3 separate regions of the Danio rerio genome follow, and all the other regions are linked to region 3. Evidence: chromatin contacts called from public Hi-C and HiChIP or PLAC-seq data. All regions are on one chromosome and are shown on one strand. The core of a region is the stretch at or near the end of the contact, and the rest is flanking DNA. Distances in the headings are between cores, read along the strand shown. Region 1 has its middle 32 kb from the start of hnrnpa3. Region 2 holds the start of hnrnpa3 (heterogeneous nuclear ribonucleoprotein A3). Region 3 holds the start of hoxd4a (homeobox D4a).

The links. A called contact is a pair of places that touch in the nucleus more often than the background predicts. HiChIP or PLAC-seq counts read pairs in DNA pulled down with a chosen protein or histone mark.
Region 1: a Hi-C map of embryo shows a contact between it and region 3, with 2.2 times the contacts expected there. The contact joins the enhancer-like site here to the promoter of hoxd4a in region 3. A contact is called at or near these places in 2 of 18 Hi-C or Micro-C datasets (both in embryo).
Region 2: an H3K4me3 HiChIP or PLAC-seq map of embryo shows a contact between it and region 3, with 6 times the contacts expected there. The contact joins the promoter of hnrnpa3 here to the promoter of hoxd4a in region 3. A contact is called at or near these places in 4 of 18 Hi-C or Micro-C datasets (caudal fin, embryo, hematopoietic stem cells and 1 more) and 2 of 4 datasets of contacts at active chromatin or transcription factors (caudal fin and embryo).

What each region holds. Positions count from the first base shown.
Region 1 is chr9:1,725,938-1,730,597 of GRCz12tu, forward strand. No RefSeq gene overlaps it. Among named protein-coding and RNA genes, the nearest start is that of hnrnpa3, 32 kb to the left of the region's middle. Within about 2 kb of position 1,359, at least 17 of the 62 cell types and tissues checked have an H3K27ac peak or open chromatin away from gene starts, as enhancers often do.
Region 2 is chr9:1,692,609-1,697,282 of GRCz12tu, forward strand. It overlaps hnrnpa3 (heterogeneous nuclear ribonucleoprotein A3), which reads right to left and starts at 3,373. Exons shown (of 10, transcript NM_001328148.1): 1 at 3,315-3,373; 2 at 2,095-2,217. The coding sequence starts at 3,320.
Region 3 is chr9:1,946,599-1,951,013 of GRCz12tu, forward strand. hoxd4a (homeobox D4a) reads right to left here and starts at 1,981. Exons shown (of 2, transcript NM_001126445.2): 1 at 1,285-1,981; 2 at 343-892. The coding sequence starts at 1,753. The coding sequence ends at 591. mir10b-1 (microRNA 10b-1) reads right to left here and starts at 4,010; the gene lies at 3,933-4,010. It also overlaps a transcript of hoxd3a not described here.

The sequences.
Region 1 (4,660 bases), core at 109-2,608, 220 kb before region 3:
TGTGTGGATGTTCCCCAGAGATGGGTTGCAGCTGGAAGAGCATTCGCTGCGTAAAACATATGCTGAATAAGTTGGCGGTTCATTCCGCTGTGGCGACCCCGGATTAATAAAGGGACTAAGCCGAAAAAAATATGAATGAATGTGGGAGTAACACCTAGTGGATGAACCAGGTATTGCAGTTCAAACTCAAAATATTGCATAGGTTTTTTTTTACTTGGCCACTCCTTTAAGGATTACTCCACACACGCAGGTTGCCAGATTATCTGAAGATCAAGCCTTACATTGTAAGCGGCTCAGCTAATGTTTATTTTCGTGATAATTATGTGCATTTTAATAATTAGGTGCTGAATTAGAATTGGTTAAACTGGCAGTGGGCTGGTTATAGAGCCCAAAACAAAGACAGACTTTCTGACACAGAACGCACAATTCAAAGCAGAAAAACTGACCTCAGCATTGTTTTTCAGACAAACATATGTTCACTTAGCATGTTTCGTACATATCTGCAAATAAATTATGGTATGTTTTTATCATTTAGAAGAGTTTAAAAGCTACCTATACAGCACCTTTAACTATTATAATTGGCTCCCTGAATTTTAGGCCACGATTTGGGTCTGTGTGGAACTGATTTCAACCAGATGATCAACCTGTTTGGAGGATTACAGCAGATCTTGAAGAAGCACAAAGGGTTCAGGCTGTCTGTCGGGCCTCATGTTTCATTGTGTGTGCGCGTGTGTGTGTGTGTTGGCAGAGCTCTCTTATCTTGTCCCGTGCTCTTATCTGTTCAGTGTACAGCAGCAGGTCTGCTCAGAGCCCGCGGCCCAAACCTCCAACCATGAACACAAGAAAGTCAAACATTCACACACGGTCACTTTTGAGTTTTGGCAAAATAACACTCGTTTGATGTCCATAAGCTATATAGATGCTAACTCTACTACTTAAACACACACATCAGCCTCAGTTTCCAGTTTACATGAGTAATTTTCCAGCGTAACGCTCACTTTCATTATCTCTAGTGTGAAAGTGTGTTGTTATTCTTGCATTTTAGTGTTTTTTGAAGATTACGAGTGGCTTAAGATTATAATATTTTACTTTTTATACTTTCTTTACTGTTCAAACACACACACATAGCTGTAAGCACGTGAAATCCTCTAATACAAAACTAAACACCAGCAAACAGCTCCACATTAACCTCTGATCCTCTATTACTGCACTCTAATGGTGTGTGTGTGTGTGTGTGTTTCCGCGGCCATGCTGGCGATGACAGATTTACAGGATGTTGTGGACGGTATTGGTCAGCGGTTCGCTGTATTGAGGATGCATGTGACACATACGAGTCCTGCGGTGTCGCGGAGTGATGACATCCTCTTTTTAATGAGCATTGTTAGCGTAGCATGAGCATAGCTGCGGAGCGCCATAAATCAGCCGCTGAGACCGCAGCTCTCACACAGGAAAGATTCCCCAATGAAAGATCTCTGAGAGCACACACACACACACACACACACACACACACACACACACACACACAGACAGTCTGGAAAATCACACACGCTTGAATGCAACACTGAGCACGACTTCTGAAGCGGCTTGTCTTCTGAGATCTGATTTGTTACGTGTTGTGGTTAAAGGTGAACCTCGAGAGCGTGACGTGCTTCCTATCAGTTGCGCTTTTTCAAAAGAAAGAACCAAAATTGTTTATCCTACAAACGTATATCGATCAAACTAGCATTTTGAAAATGTTTTGTTGATGTGCAGTTCCAGTGGGGGTCAGTAGGGGGCAGCAGAACATTGTTCTGAGCAGTAATATTTTATTAACCTTTTAATCAAAGGCAAATCTGGCAGAAACAAGACTGAATGGAGTATACACTATTGATTTATTATTTGTTGTGGTTAAAGGTGAACATCGAGAGCGTGACGAAACATTTTTATGTTTTGTTGACGTGCAGTTCCAGTGGTGGTCAGTAGAGGGTAGCCGTATCACAAACTGCCACTGGATACATAAATTAAATGGTTATAAGTGTATTATTAAGTAAAACTGACAATGGAGTTATGTAAGGGATAAAGTACATCCCGAAGGTTGTTATCTCAAAATAAAGCCTGACCGGTTTATCGGTAGCTTGACACAAAACTGAGAACTGTTGTATAAGTCTGAAGGGCTTTATTCTGCGGAAACAACTGCCTGGATGTAATTTATTCTGTTTATTACACTGCTTAAACATAAAAAAATAGACACAAAACATTATTTTGAGCCATGATAGTTTATTAATCCTTTAAATAAAGGCAAATCTGCCAGAAACAAAATAGCTGAATGGAGTATACACTAACCTGTTTATTATTATTTGTTGTGGTTAAAGATAAATGTCGAGAGCAGGACATGCTTCTTATCTAATAGCTAATCCTACAAAATGATATCAATCTAAATAGCGTTTTCTCATGTTTTGTTGATGCGCAGTTTAAGTGGTGGTCAGTAGAGGGCAGCAGGACCACACACCACCACTAAATACACAAACTTAAACAAAATTAAAAGGTTATAAATGTATTATTAAGTAAGGAAAAACTGACAATGGAGTTATGTAAGGGATAAAGTACATCCAGGAGGTTGTTATCTCAGAATAAAGCCTGACAGGTTTATCTGTAGCTCGACGCAAAACTGAAAACTGTTGTATAAGACTGAAGGGCTTTATTCTGCGAAAACAACCAGTTGGATGTACTTTATTATGTTTATTACACAGCTTAAAAATAAAAAATAGACACAAAACATTGCTCTGAGCCATGATAGTTTATTAATCCGTTAAATAAAGGCAAATCTGCCAGAAACAAAATGGCTAAACGGAGTATACACTAACCTGTTTATTATTATTTGTTGTGGTTAAAGATGAATGTCGAGAGCGTGACATACTTCCTATCATTTGTGTTTTTTTTTCAAAATCAGAACCAAAATAGCTAATCCAACAAACTTATATTGATCAAATCAGCATTTTTGAAAATTTTCTATTGATGTGCAGTTCACACAGTGCCATCGTATACACAAACTTAAACAAAATCAAAAGGTTACAAGTGTATTATTACATAAGGAATAATTGACATTGAAGTTATGTAAGGGGGTAATGTACATCCAAGTGGTTGTTACCTCAGAATAAAGCTAGTGGAGGTTTAAGTGGAGAACTGTTGTATCAGACTGAAGGACTTTTGGGATGTACTTCTGGATGTACTTTTTCCAATTTATTACAGAGCTACTTGTGACAAAACATTAAAATTAGACACAAAACACTGTTCTTAGCCATACCAGTATATTAATCCTTTAGTTTAAGGCAAAGCCAGGGCTTAATTTGTGACGGAACACGTAGGATCCTGATCTGACAACACTGAAATCTGATCTGGCACCTCGATTTGATAATCCCCCTCCTTAACAGTCCTTGTCCCCCATCCGCTGTTCCCTTTCGATTTTTTCCACAACTCCCCAACCTTCTACACCCCCGCCCCGCTCACTTTCATCCGCGACACCCCTCTGCCATCCACCACATCAACTCAACTTACTAATCCTTTAGTTTAAAGCAAAGATGACTGAAACAAAATGGCTAAATGGAGTATACACTAACCTGCGCACTTTTCAGACACAAGAGGGCACCAAACAGCCATATATATATTCACTAATTATTTTTTTTTTTCGGCTTAGTCCCTTTATTAATCTGTGGTCGCCACAGGGGAATGAACCGCCAACTTATCCAGCATATGTCCCTTTATTATGGTACAAGCTTTAATTATGACAATTATCTCAACTCTTTAGTCATTTTTGAGCGAGATGCTAACGGCCGAATCCAATTCAATGATCTATTCTAAGCTAAAGTGATACCGCTAGAAATCGCAGATTGGCTGAATGGATTCAGTTAAACTCTAAAAGCTGTAAAATGAGTATATTTGCAAAAATAGTGGAGTGTTCCTTTAAGATGTATTGAAAATACGGACCCAGATTTACAGAGCCGTTTCTGTAACAAAATTAAACAAATCCTGTTATTGGAGTGGATACACTCTCTGTGGCTGAATGACGCACACTTACATTTTATATGCAAGCACAAAAGATCATTGTGGTGCAGAGACACTGTACTCTCTCTCTCTCTCTCTCTCTCTCTCTCTCTCTGTCTTCTGAATGGAGTGCCTGGCATTTGTCCTCAGCTGTAATGTAATTGTGTTTTACTGCACAGTGCAGTGTAATTGCTGACTAGTCTGTTAACCTTTTAAATCAGCACACAGCTGTGCTGCTGGAGAGGAGACTGATAACACTGGAGAGGGAAAGAGAGAGGTTTTGATTTTTAAAACTCTTTATTATGAGCTTACAAAAACTCCACTTAAGAAATCAATAGGTAATCATTTCAGGCTACGTCAACAGCAATGCAGAGTTCTTTGAAAACGGCATTTTCATCTAAAAACGATCCAAAAAAACATGGCCATCCACACTACAACATCTGAAGACGCTTTCATTCGTGTACTATGCATGCACACAGACGCTTTTCTGTTCATGCGTCATATTCGCCAGGGGCCTCATGTACAAAGACTTACGTTGAATTCTAAAACATTGCGTATGCACAAAGCTGTAAATGCAGATGTATGAAACACTGCGTACACCGAATCCCACGCATATTCTCTTTGTACATCTAAAATAATG
Region 2 (4,674 bases), core at 2,123-4,622, 250 kb before region 3:
CATAGTTTTTAAGTGATAATAAAATCTTTATATCTTATGCATTTGAACTTGCACTTCATATATAAGTGCACAGTTATAAGTTATATTTATATACATACACTTACTGGCCACTTTATTAGGTACACCTTACTAGTACCTGGTTTTATAATTTTTGCCTTCAAAACTGCCTTAATCCCTCATGGCAGAGATTAAACAAGGTGCTGGAAATATTCCTCAGAGATTTTGCTCCATATTGGCATGACAGCATCACGCACTTGCTGCAGATTTGTGGGCTGCACATCCATGATGCCAATCTCCCGCTCCACCACATCCCAAAGGTGCTCTATTGGGTTGAGCTCTGGTGACTGTGGAGGCCATTTGTGTACAGTGAACTCCCTATGACATAGGGTGTTTCCTGCTGGAAGTAGTCATCAGAAGATGGGTAGTGTGTTCACAAAGAGATGGACATGGTCAGGAACAATACTCAGGTAGGCTGTGGCGTTGACACGATGCTCAATTGGTACTAATGGACCCGAAGTGTGCCAAGAAAATCTCCCCCACACCTTTACACCACCAATGCTAGCCTGAACTGCTGATACAAGGCAGGATGGATCCATGCTTTCTTGTTGTTGTTGCCAAATTCTGACCCAACCCAAATGTGTCAGCAGAAATGGAGACTCATCAGAGCAGCAACGTTTCTCCAATCTTTTATTGTCCAGTTTTGGTGAGTCTGTGTGAATTGTAGCCTCAGTTTCCTGTTCTTAGCTGACAGGAGCGGCACCCGGTGTGGTCTTCTGCTGCTGTAGCCCATCCGCCTCAAGGTTGGACGTGTTGTGTGTTCAGAGATGCTCTTCTGCAGACCTCAGTTGTAACGAGTGCTTATTTGAGTTACTGTTGCCTTTCTATCAGCTGGAACCAGTCTGGCCATTCTCCTCTGACCTCTGGAATCAACAAGGCATTTGCACCCACAGAACTGCCGCTCACTGTATATTTTCTCTTTGTGCGTGAAAATCCAAGTAGATCAGCAATTTCTGAAATACTGAGACCAACCCGTCTGTGCCTAATAAATTGGCCGGTGAGTGTATATAACTGTTAAACATTTAGTTTTAAATAATAAATAATAGCCTTTGATCAGGCATCCTGGGGATTATTTCAACCACTGTTCAAATATAATCATATGATCAATATGTTTGATAGATAGTTCTCTACTTGTTCAGTTAATGATTAAATATAAATAAATAACAGTTTATTTTATAAAACGTCTCTCATGTGAGTGAGTTGGTTCATGTGATTCACACTTCATAACTTCCGTAAAAAAATTTCACAATGCACTGTGGGACTTTTCGTGGACTTTAGTGCACTAAATGTGACAGTACTTAAATATTTACATTTAGTCATTTAGCAGATGCTTTTATCCAAAGTGACTTACGAATGAGTGCATAAAATATCACTAAATAAAGTGTTTACATGTCCTGTGAGGTACTTTGAAATGTGTATTTGTTAATATGATGTTTGACTTAAACTCAACTGAAACATAAAGAGAGGGTGGGGCATACAGTAGCCCCTCCCCTTTAAAAAAAACAGCCAATAGTGTTTGGTTTTTATCACAGCTCTGCCAGTGAGAGTGATTGAGCTCAACCACATCAAATGAAAAGCCAATGAGAAGAAGCGGGCAGGGCATGCAAGACACTAGAGAGCATTTGATTGGTCAGAAGATTTGATGAGAAACTAAAGTAGGAGGTGACGTCAATAAAATTGCTGATGCATTTACATTTATACAATTTATATAAGGTGTATATCTTGTAAAAGTGAATCGTGTCACTGTTTTGGAACAGACTAGTTTAAAGATATCTTTAAAACTAACATTTTAAAAACTCTATTTTGATTTCATGGGAACTTTAAGCCTCATAATTAAATACAAAATGTGCACTTTTTCAGAAAAAGTAGCTCTCCTTTGACCAGGCAGGCTTTAAGTCTATATTATATGCATTTATGTACCTTTTTGGTGTTGGAAAACAGGAGTGGCTTTTAAAGGAATGTTCCTACACAATGCAAGCTGAATGCACTTGGTAATTAAAGCAGAACTTTGGAGAATAAGATGTGAAGGTTTCTCACCACGCAGTCTGTGAGTTTGCCCCATTGCTCAAAGTGAGCTCGTAAACTGTCCTCCGTAGTCTCAAAACTGAGTCCACCAATGAACAGCTTTCTGAGCTGCTCCGGCTCCTTACTGTCGCGACTCTGTTCATGAAAGAGAAAAAAAAATTACACCTTTGACTTTTCATAAATATGCATCACCGGACTGATAAAATGATCCCTGCAGGGCATGCTCCATGTGTTGCATAATGCTGAAGCAATTAAGATAACTGTTTAAATCTGATAATAACACATGACTATTGATTGCACAATATTAACCACAGCTGGATTCTCTGTGTGGGTGTTTTCTGAACGCTGAGAGCTCCAGGGGAAGAGAATGAATGACATCCGGTCACCCTTTTACCAAATTAGGCGAGGATGTATATTAATATTCATGAGGTGAGTGACGCTTTCAAATCAATCCTTCCCAATTGGTTGAAAGACTGACGTTGAAAGGTGGGCGCTGGTCAACTGACCAGTTAGGCTACTAAAAAAGGCCAAAGTTATGAATATTAATAAGGATAAGCGTAATAAGATTCATTAGCCGTGCCTACGCCATAGTATGATTCGCATTTCAGCCGGTTGCTTTCTGTCGAATTACTTCTGAACAAACAGAGGACGTGGAGTTGGAAGTAGTTTCAGATAAAATTAAGGATTACCGTAAAAATTCAGGAAGAGACCGATAATAAACAATCCAACGGCTCGAAGCGTCTAGAATATTCCACACCAAAGTGTACACGCGCCATTTTATTAACGTTAGATGTATTTTCCTTGTTTCCTCCGTATTTCACTTGTTAAAAAAGATTAAATACAGTGAAATATTCAATATGTTGTTGTATTATTAACACGTGTTTAACTTACAAAATCAGGCTAAACATTAGGTTTACGCTGCTGAACAAAACATCAACACGTTATGAAACTGAAGCACGAGTATTCAAAAGAAAAACAATAATAGACTTATTTAAAGAAAAAACATTAGCCTATTCGCCTTAACAGCACGCATACAGTGTATTTATGCTATATTGATGCCAGCATCCACAGCTGTATCCCATTTAACGTTAGCTCGACATCATAACTGCACCACGCAGCATTCTTAACGCAAAAACAGCGTAATAAACTGGCCTAAGATAAGCCTTATCGTAAACACTGCTGACACACATAAAGCAAATTCATTTTAATGTGGGAATATTGATAACAGGTACCTCCATGCTGTAGCTTTTGCGCCCCCTCGCTCTGCACGGCGCCTCACTGAGAGAATAATAATAATGCAGCAGATGTGATGTCACTTTCCCGCCTCTAGAGGCGCTTCAGGACTTTTCCCGCTTTTTATATTTATATTCATTTTTTATTACTGTAAACGATAATATAGATAACAGACGGCTATATAAAGCACAATATCAACAATGTAGTGACATTGACAAAAATAATACAAGATGAAATAAACAAAATAGGCAAAACAGAGAGAAATTCCCTCTATTTTTTCCATGACTGGTGGCTAATTCGCTGCATATTTTGATTAGGCATGGTTGTTATACTGATCTCTGTACTAATTGTTAATTTAAGAAGGTTATTTGAAAGTTTTTAGAAGTATTCCTTTACCATTAATTAATATGTTAAATGATATCTTACTCAAAAGGTTCTTAATTAAGGTAATAAAGATTTTGTTGAAAAGGAATAAATAAGTTTATAAGAAAATATTTTGTATGCTAGCCTGGTCCTATTAAAATAAGATATTTTCCAAACATCTTTATAAAAACCAGTTTTTAAAAAAATCTAATATTTGATCTTTTTTTTACTTCCTCCAAAATATAAAGGAGCCCTACATTTTACCACGATGAATATATGATGTGCAAAGTAGGCCTAACTTCTGATCTTAACTTTTAATGTGAATTGTAATGTTTCACAATATTGCCATAATGATAACTGTTGAACACTTATTTATTCATTGTAAACTGTTCTGGTCTGAGGTAATTTGATAAAAACAGCATAAACTCACCGGCCACTTTATTAGGTACACCTTACTAGTACCGGGTTGAACTCCTTTTGCCTTCAGAATTGCCTTAATCCTTTGTTGCATAGATTCAACAAGCTACTGGAAACATTCCCCAGAAATTTAAGTCCGTATTGACAGGATAGCATCACACAGTTGCTGCAGATTTGTTGGCTGCGCATTCATGATGTGAAACCCCTGTTCCACCACATCCCAAAGCTGCTCTATTGGATTGAGCTCTGGTGACTGTGGAGGCCATTTGAGTACAGTGAACTCATTGTCATGTTCAAGAAACCAGTCTGAGATGATTCACGCTTAATGACATGGGACGTAATCCTGCTGGAAGTAGCCGTCAGAAGATGGAGACACTGTGCTCATAAAGGGATGGTTTAAACTGCAGTAGATCGTCTTGACCATGTCTACATGCCTAAATGCATTGAGTTGCTCTCATGTGACTGGCTGATTTGAAATTTACGTTAGCGAGCAGTTGGACAGGTGTACCTAATAAAGTGGCCGGTGAGTGTAGACTGTAGTTATTTCTTGAATCATGCTGAAATATACAGAAGTCTTTA
Region 3 (4,415 bases), core at 731-3,230:
AAGGATATTTTTTCTACTATTAAACTCATTTTATTTTTTTATTATATTATTTGCACCCAGTCGACTTTAATGCAAAAAAAGCGGTAAACATTCATAGTTAATTATACGGGGGGTATTGCCTTGCTTAAGTTCTGTCTAACGATTAAGTTAAGATAAACTGGCGCGCCACAGGCATAAACCTGCCATAATTTCTTTAAAAAAGGACATTTGTGATTAAAATACAGAGATTTTCCAAAATAACGAATTGAATTGGATCACTAAAAGACCATGCTCTCAAATAAATTTGGCAAGTTTGTGTAAAATCGTAAGCTTTATGACGTTTTACTGTACCTCGTGGTGATTTGTGAACCATCATTCGATGCCTCATATCCTCTTTGCCTCTCATACAAAGGGTTACAATATTTGAAATATTGGGAATTGTAACGCAAAGCAGCTTTTACGCTGCATTAAGTCATGGTGTGTGCTTCAGCTTCTCAGTTTTTGGCACTTAGACCCAACATGTCATGATTTTCTACCATGCAATGTCAAATTAAGCATTGTCTATTACATACAGTTCATCTGTACATCTGAAGGGAGGGAGAGATATCCACTTATAAAGTTGTGATCTCTGTCTGGCTGTCCTTCTGAGCGTGTTGTGCATGCTGATTTCCAACTGATGCCGATCTTCCTTTCGTGTTTGGTAGTTTGTGATCCTTTTTCCATTTCATTCTCCTGTTCTGAAACCAGATTTTAATCTGTCTTTCAGAAAGACAGAGTGTGTGCGCGATCTCGATGCGACGCCGTCTTGTTAGATACCTGTTAAAATGAAACTCCTTCTCTAGTTCGAGAACCTGCTGTCTTGTGTAGGCTGTCCGAGAACGTTTGGGTTCAGGTCCTGTGTAATCCGGGTTCACTGTGAAGGACAAAATCACACTTTTGCATTAAACAAAATCTGCAAACATATCCGATCCACTCATTTTCAAATATCTAAACTTTTACCAAAAGTAACAAGCACTTCTTTAAAGTGAAATAGCAGATTTTAAGTGTCTGTGATTTAAAAATAAAAAAGTTTATCATGGCTAAATTGTTTAAATCAAAGCTTCGGGCCAAGTGGACTCTCAATACTGCAAGAGTGGCCAACACAGCTAGCGGCCTATTTCCTAAGCAATAAAAATTTATGGCTGGTGTAATTGGCGGCCCCTTCAGAGGAACCCATAAATATTTCACTCAATGATTTTAACTGTGGCTAAAACAGCAGAATAGGGATGGCCTATGCGAGCAGACAGCAAAGAGAGTGGATCTTACCCGTAGTAACGTGCACTTTCTTCATCCACGGGTAAACTACAGCAGGCTGCTTCGTTGGTATCCCGTTCTGGGTCTTTGTGTTTTGTTGTTGTCCACCAGTCCTCGATCCGGAAATCTGGACCGCGGGACACTGCTCTGTCTGTGCAGGGAAAGGGCTAGGGGTGCTGGCTTGATCCTGCACATGACCCCGCGGCTGCACCGACGAGCCCTGGACAGTGCTACAACTGTAAGGCTGTTCAGAGTAGTTTGACCGTGAATAGATTCCGGGATGCTGGAAATCAGTGTCCTGCGACGGACTGTAGTAGCCTGGGCTCTGTTCAGGTATATAGCTGTTCTGAGAATATTCCTCGCAAGGAGGAAATTTGGGATCCACATACTTGGAGTTCACCATGTACGAACTCATGGCCATTAATTTCTGAAGGTAGGAAATACTAATTTTTCTCGAGTTGTCTTTTTTTCCTCCCTCCATAAAGCCCTCCTACTTGCTGTCAACTGAATAAAGTTAGCCTACCATGTGACCAGCTTGGCCAATCGAGGTGGAGGGACTTCATCAACCGAGAAGAAGCTGTGCACACCTAGTAGTGATTTTTACAAACTTCACATTATCTCTCAATTAGGATGGAAATAACACAATATAAAATTTTATTGATTAAATACCCATATAAAAGAAAGAGACAAGGAGGAAAGCAGTGCTGGGACTCATGCAATAGCCAATTGTTCATCATCATATGGGAGGATCTCTATTTACACATTAGATGCTATCATAAAAACATGTTCTCATGCCACATAACCAAGCATGTGTGTGTGAGTGTATAACATTTTTTGTAAATTAATATTCAACTAAGCTAAATCAAACCCAGCCCAGGCATTTTGACTGGTAAAAACAAAACAATACAAAAGATAAAAACGGTCCAGGGCACAAAAAGAGACGCATAAAGCCTGCAGACAATTGATGAAGACCGTCTTTGTCATGTAGAGGTCACACAGAAGTTACTGGAGTCTCATCGTTCCAGCGCTTCTCATCCTTTCAGCTCGCTGTATAGGGCGCCCTGGTTCGCCATCAATGCGCCGTGCCAATCAATAATCAAACAGCACATAAAAGAAAATAATCGTATGGCAGCTCATAAGGTAAGACCAGGGAGCAAAGTGAGTTAACATTCATACAAAAATATTACTAATGTTAATTACTGCTCCCTGCGTCTTTTAAGAAGAACTAAACTGTAGGATTTGGTATTTAAAATGTTAAAATGTTCAGGAGACCTTTATAAAAAGTGTAAAAATGGGGGTTTGATTGTAATATTCGACACTGTAGAAAATTATATGATCAGTTAGTCATGACATCATGTGTTTTCATTTTTATAAACTAAGTTAATCATGTTCTAACCTAACTTTGTAGCTACGCAAGCGGTTTTAAGTCAGTTTGACATAATATAAGTTCAATGGACTCATAAAGCTCATAAGGTTACTTTAAAAAAAATCAAATTTTTTCGAGTACCTTGGACTGATTTTTGTAGTTTATTCTATTAAATCCCTTACCCAGAGTTAGCATTAGTTAAGCTACATCTGAGCACTTTTTGTTTGATTTAGGATTTTTGGACTCTTAAGGTTAATTTGATAAAAAAAAATTAAGGCAACCAGGATTTGTTAACAGTGTAGAATAAGAACCCTTTTGGGATTCCATTCAGTTCAAAGCTCTTAATAGAACACGTTCTTTTAATGTGAAGAACATTCCACACATTCGTTTGAATTTAAATTAAATTAAATTTCTGGGTTGTTGTATTCCAACGTTGGGTCAAATATAGACAAACCCAAACGTTTTGGTTAAAAATGTTATTTAAATTAAATTAGTAAGAAATTACCCAATTTTTGGGTTTGTTTATAATTGACCAAACATTGCATTACGCCAAACAAGCATTTTCTTTAGTGTGAAGAACGTTTGTGAGATGGAAATGTTCAATAGGCCTAGTTGAACGTCCATCAAGTAACCATCGACAGCAATAAAAAAGTCAATGTTCACTAAGAAAGCGCAGCAAAAAGCATCACAACAGAAGTTATTAAAATAATATGCATAATCAGCATATGAATATCAGTTGATTTTCTTAATTAATGGTCATCTGTGTTGCCAGGTGCCGTCTTCCAACATATATACGCAATTTATATTGCCTGTACACTGTACAAAAAACATCCGGGTTGTCTTAAATTTTAACCTGAATCAAATTAACCTTATTCCAAAAATCCAAAATCAACCAAAAAGTGCTCAGGGGTAGCTTTTAATAATGTGTCGGTGCTCTTTGTGTAAGGTATTCATCAGAATAAACAGCAAACATCAGTCCAAGGCACTCGAAAAATTTGGAAAAATTTTTTTTTTTAAAAGTACCCCCATGAGCTTTATGAGTCCATTGAACTTATATTATGTTAAACTAACTTAAAACAGCTTGCGTAACTTATAAAGTTAAGTTAGAACATAAATTGAGTTAGAACATTTACTTGGTTGTAAAGAATTAAAAGCACATGACTAATTGATCATATATAAATATTTTACAGTGTAGACTACATTAGATAGCAAAACAAACAAACAAACAAACAAACAAACAAACAAACAAACAAACAGTGCATTCAGATAAAGTGTTTTTCGAAGTTATTGCATCGACCATATACTCCCCTAGAATCGAATCTGTGAATGTTATTTTTTCACACAAATTCGGTTCTACAGGGTATATATAGACGACGGCATATATTCACCAACTGACCAAAAATATCGAGAAAAAAGGCTTAATTTCTCAACGTACAATTAAGCCATTAAACTGTTTTCTCTTAGGTTTTCATGAAATTTAATATCATGTCCATGGTACTCGTGGTGCTTAAAAAATCTATTATAATACCCAACATGTTCCATAGCGAAGACATATTTTCAGAAGGAGCTCTCTCATAGCATTATGTCTCAGACCTAATATTTAAATCCGACTACTAATTATAACTAAATAATTTGTTCATTCGATAAATCTAAAAAAAAAAAAAAAAAAAAAACACACACACACACACACACAAGTACAACTGAAATCATAATCCGCCAGGTGAGGATTGAAGACGTACATGCTACTCACTCTGTGATGTGCCATGGCAAGCAAATT